2 separate regions of the Danio rerio genome follow, and region 2 is linked to region 1. A link is a contact called in public Micro-C data. All regions are on one chromosome and are shown on one strand. Each heading gives the region's core, a stretch centred on a gene start, on an enhancer-like site or on the middle of the called end of the contact. The rest is flanking DNA. Distances are from core to core; before and after follow the strand shown. Region 1 holds the start of paxx (PAXX non-homologous end joining factor). Region 2 holds the start of abca2 (ATP-binding cassette, sub-family A (ABC1), member 2).

Region 1 (2,876 bases), core at 250-2,749:
ACAGTTTACTGGAATTGCTGAGGCTGGCTGATTAAAATAAACAGTCTGTGTGCATATAGCCCATTGCAGAAAAAAAAAATCAAATATCACTTTGTCAGTTTTTTTTCCAGTATTATGCAGCCTTTTAACCTCAGATAAAAAATAAATAAAAAGTTAAACTACAAGTGAGAAACATTATTTTCCTGAGGGTTAAATACTGTTTTTATAAGTACAGTGTGAGCTAGAAATTTAATAACAGCTTTTGATTTGTCAACAGGTGTCATAACTTACCAGCACTCCTCTTCTGATAACATTTGCCTGGACTAAATGAAGAGGAAGCACCTAAACAATAATAAAAACAGCAAACATTTAATTCGGCTTGGTTTTCATTTCAGTACGAGTCATTATAGTAATTGAGAGCTTGCCTTGACTATCTAGTTGTTGCAAGCTATCTGCCATTTTAAAGAGCAGGTCCTTGACTTCCATCCTTCCCTCAGAGTCTGTGAGTTTTGCTAGAGACAGGCTGAGATCTGTGGCTTCAGCTCCTAAATGCAGCACAGCACTGTCCTCCAGCAGCTTCACAAACGCTCTGCCAGTCTTGCATGCACATCTGACCAAAGACACAAGAGGACTTTTCAGACCACCAAAGAAGTCACATAACTAATTTATAAGTTACTTGAGAAAACCTCACTTGATTTTGAAGGTGTAATCCTCTGTGGACTTTAATGAAAATTTCTTAAACTGTGGAAAAATAAGCAATTCAGTTTAACTCATCTTTATTTCTAGAGCGCTTTTACAATGTAGATTGTATCAAAGCAGCTTATTGTAGAAGTTTGAGTGAATTGAAATGTATTATTGTAGTAAGAGATGAATGTCTGTCATGTAGAAAGATTCAATCAATAAACCCTTACAAGCTGAGAGAGAATCTCCTCTGAAAGATGTGTTTTCCAAACAGCTTCACCATTGGTAAATCTATGGGGGAAAGGACATGATGAGTTATGCAGTTATACACATCTTAAAATGAACTATTAGGGTTGTTATTGTTAATTATAACTATTTAAACAATATTTTGGTCATAGAAATAAAGCTGGAATAAAATGGCAAGCTGAATAGAGCAATGTCAACAGCTCAAAAAATGTGTTTTGGTGTTTCGTGACCCTTTAAGACTACTAAACCTGAAATTAAAACATTAAAATTCTAAAACAGCACTGGTGTGACTAAAATAAATTGACAGTAATTATATATTTAAAAAATAAATAAATAAAAAGTGTTTATAATAAGTAAACTTTAAGATAGGGAATAATAGCATCACTATTAGCATGTCTACTCACCCAATGTTTATGACTCCTGCTGGTAGCTTTTGCGTAAAAAACACATACTTTGACTGATCATTTTTATCCAGCAATGTGCAAAGGACTGATTTAGACTCCAAGTTATTTTGTTCCATACTTCTTTACCATACAATCACACTAAAGCTGAACCATAGACTGTAAAATAGAGCGGCTTTCCAACCAGGAACTATTAGTAAACAAAACAGTCACGATTTAAACGCTCAGCCAATCAGATTTCAGCCACCCGGAAGTTAAAGCGCGTTCACGTCATGTTTACCTCGTAAAACGATAAAAGTCGAAGTTACACGAACACGGTAATGCTCTTGAAATTGTCATTTGATGTTAAGTTATAAAATGTCAAAAAAACTTAATACATAAAATTATATGAGCTTAAAATTGCAACAATATGACAGCTGACCCGGTGTGTTGAAAGTAACGGTTATCATAGCCTGACGGACAGACAGCGCGCTTCCTCTTATTTGTTGGTCCGTTAACACGTTTATTCTTTCTAAGTAAGTTAGCTTTATGTTGTGCCAAGCGGTTTAAATGGGTTGGCAGTCTCGAACCCGAACCCTGCAGGTGTTTGACACGGAGTTAACTGCGGATACGGTCGAGTGGTGCCCCATACCACAGTGGGCTCATGTTCTGGCATGTGGGACTTACCAACAACTTCTGGAAGGAGATGATAAGGTAATGCTAGATTACATGAATAAAGTCTCTTGTCTTTATTTTATAATTTAAGTTAGTAATAACCAGTCACTTCTGGATTGAAATTGTGTTTTGTGTTAAACAGCAGAGGACAGAAGGTTCCGCTGCCCCGAGCAGAATCGGTCGGCTTTATCTGTTTGACTGTAATCCTCAGTCGTCGTTCATTCCTCCATTGACGGAGAGTCAGAGAATAGACACAGCAGCTATACTCGATCTCAAGTGGTGAGTCTATTAATAGGGTAAAGATGTTAAGAAGTAATTATCACGATCACAATAAGAATTATATTTCATATATAACAGTTATATTCAGTATATGTATTTATGAAAATTATGTTTAAATATGCAAATAAGGCATTATTTTATTAAATATGCAACGATTTGTTTGTATTTATAGCATTAAATTCTTAAGTCAGGTTTTTTTCTGAGGGAATAATATCTATCTATCTATCTATCTATCTATCTATCTATCTATCTATCTATCTATCTATCTATCTATCTATCTATCTATCTATCTATCTATCTATCTATCTATCTATCTATCTATCAGCCAATAAAATGTTGTGTACAATGTATGAGCCGATTCTTCTGTAAAAACTCTTATAGATAAGTGTAACTAACTTTTGGTGTGTGTATGTGCACAAGCGGAGATTTGTGACTCAGTGCATGAGAAAAAAAAGAGAAAACCGCCTTTAAAAATGTATTGTAATTTCATACATGACTTAACATCGTGCAACAAAAGAAGCACATGAAAGCCTATTTTGAGTTTTTGCTTTACATTAGTCTGAAAATAAATACAATAAAATACATTTCTAAATTGACAGGTGCATGAATAAATTGCCTTCAGCTGTCTCTTTGCAT
Region 2 (2,700 bases), core at 119-2,618, 130 kb before region 1:
TTATAATTTTCACTGTTGATCATCAGATGGGACCATAAACCCTTTAGATAGGCCTGTGCAAAAAAGCTTACTTTCTGGATTTTATGGGGAAAATAACAGCAAATTAAAATTTATATGTGTGTGTCTGTGAGTGTGTGAGAGTGACTTTTGTGCACTTACCACACTTTGATGTGTCTAAGGAAACCAAAGTATGCATCTCAGCTCTCAGAACTACATGGAGTAAATAAAAACAAAGACTGTGTATTTATGCACCATTAAATGTGACTATAATGGAAGTCAATGGAGCAAAAACTGTCACCAACAGTAACTTATTGAGAAAAAAATGAAAATCTAACAATGCATCAAAGCCAATGTTGTTACTAATCGTTCACATGTCCAAGACTGTAATAAAAGGCAATAAAAAATTCAGTCCACAATTATTTTTAATATTGAAAAAAAATTATTTTATTTTTTTTACAAACTCAGTGACATCACTTGTGAGTTTAGCTATTAAAGAGTTGAAATGCTGTAATTTCATTTGATCAGGACTGAGGTAGATTGACAGATTTATGCAGAGCAATTTTTAAAAATCATGCATTTTTACAGCAATTTATTTCAGTGGATGTTTTCATCCCTAACATAACAAAAGGGTAGTAAATTTGAACAGTGTACAAGGGTTAATATGGATTTTCATAACATCACCCTGCACTTCAGCTTCTCGTCAGGTTTTCTGTCCTATTAAATGGGCCCTGAAATCTGCTGTCCCTCCAATCATAGATGCTGATAGATGGAATTGGTCACTTGATTAAAAGGTTGCTATTTTCTATATGGTGAATAAAAAAAAAGGATGATATATAAATGGTTAGGACAGCGTAAATATCCTTTCCAGTGGGTAAATGAAGTCTGGTTTGTCATCACATGAACCACTAAAGAGCTCACAGAGTATGCTAGAGATGCAATTGCACAACATATAATGTGTACGATAAAGTACATCTGTCAAGATTCGAAAATAATTACTTTTTTTTTTTATATATAAAACTGGGATGAAAGCTTACTTTGCATAGCTCTGCCTACTGTGATTAGAGTTAAAGAGATTCATTCAAAAGATCAATTTGCTAAACTACACACATCACTATCACTATCTCTGGTAATATTATAATCTCAGTTAATACCCCAGAATATATCTGGCCTTGAAGCGTGTCTAATGGTAGAACTAGGCCTATGAACGAGAATTAAATGTATATTTTTTAGACACATCGTGACGCCTGTAGGAACTCGAGCTCCCCCCAGCAGCATACTATTGAAAACAGTGCCATGCGGCAGAGGGCGCTATTTGCTTTAATTTCTCACTCAAAACTCTTTTCAAGGGTAACTCGATATAATAGCACACAGTTCTCCGATCAGTGATCAGACTTAATGCAGTCCACGAGAGCCTCAAAAATTGCGATCACCATGAATTTGTCCAGCCTGGAGAAATGACCTCAGTCCCAGAAGTTAAAGCTAAAGATGGAGATTAAAATTTTGTCACATCGATGGAGTTTCTATAAATAGCCAGGCGTCGCAGAATGATGAGGATTCAGCAGCGCATCAGTAATCCAGCTGAGGCAGCCGCTAGATTACCATAAAAATCACATCTGATCTACTTGACACATCGGTCGCGCGCTCGATGCGCTCAAGTTACTCTAGCAATAAGAAAGGTTCGTTCGCTGCGTTTGGCTGAAGCTGACAGGAGTCTCTCCGCCCACTGCTCAATGAGATGCGAATATCTGTATCTGCTGCTACCTAAAGAGCATTTTGTTCACAAACCCAGCCCTCTTATTTCAGGATGTTTGGCTTTGTCACACGCCGGGGAGGACAAAATGCAGATGAAGCGGAATTTCGAAACAACAACACTGTGATGAATAGATTATAATTTGCGACTTCATTCTCCAACTCGCTGAAAATGGGATTTCTTCACCAGCTACACCTTCTCCTGTGGAAGAACGTGACTTTAAAGAGGAGAGGACCGGTAAGAGTGCCATTGTTTACACGTATCGCGTGCTTTTTCTATTTTAATTCAGGCCTTGATGGGTTTTTGTTTTGAACATGTCGCGAGAGATGCACGAGCAGGCGGTGTCAGGATCACGGATTGAGATGTTGCAAAACATACAACCAGTAATAACCTTTATATACATGTATTCATACAATTTCATCACGATCTGTTTTTTTTTTTTTTTTACATATTTCACAATTTCTACGTCTTATGAAATATCGTGGGCGGAACCGTTTGTTTTAAAGGAAGTTGTGTTGACAGTCTTTGGCCAACCTACTAACAGGTTGTTTAGGAAACTAACAGGTTGTTGCCTGAACAACCTGTTAGTTCGACGGTCATCACTACACATCTCAAGTTGAGCTATCGCTAAACAATCTGTTAGCATGGGTGATAGATTGTCACCTGCTGATGTTGAGAAAATTATCATTTTTATCTCTGATGTGTATCAGACTAGATCAAGTTCAGCCCCACCCATGACGTTCAGATGCTCCTAAACAAGCATGATAAAAGCCATGTATTTTGCATATGGTTTCAGCTGCTACTTAAAGGGAAACATCATGGTCCTGGTGCTCAGAGGTAAACAGATAAGAGGTACTGAATTGGCTCTGAATAAAAAACTGTGGTGAATTAGAGCTGTGTAATTCATAGTAATTACCCATAGTATAACACCAATAGATTGCTTGTATATC

The links. A called contact is a pair of places that touch in the nucleus more often than the background predicts.
Region 2: a contact with region 1 is called in a Micro-C map of caudal fin, with 5 times the contacts expected there. The contact joins the promoter of abca2 here to the promoter of paxx in region 1. A contact is called at or near these places in 7 of 18 Hi-C or Micro-C datasets (caudal fin, embryo, hematopoietic stem cells and 1 more) and 3 of 4 datasets of contacts at active chromatin or transcription factors (caudal fin, embryo and gastrula embryo).

The regions. Positions count from the first base shown.
Region 1 is chr5:25,745,675-25,748,550 of GRCz12tu, reverse strand. paxx (PAXX non-homologous end joining factor) reads right to left here and starts at 1,499. Exons shown (of 7, transcript NM_001130597.1): 1 at 1,311-1,499; 2 at 891-951; 3 at 671-720; 4 at 405-589; 5 at 271-321. The coding sequence starts at 1,426. dph7 (diphthamide biosynthesis 7) reads left to right here and starts at 1,848. Exons shown (of 9, transcript NM_001082839.1): 1 at 1,848-2,000; 2 at 2,104-2,240. The coding sequence starts at 1,857.
Region 2 is chr5:25,877,530-25,880,229 of GRCz12tu, reverse strand. It overlaps abca2 (ATP-binding cassette, sub-family A (ABC1), member 2), which reads left to right and starts at 1,368. Exons shown (of 49, transcript XM_068221438.2): 1 at 1,368-1,987. The coding sequence starts at 1,922.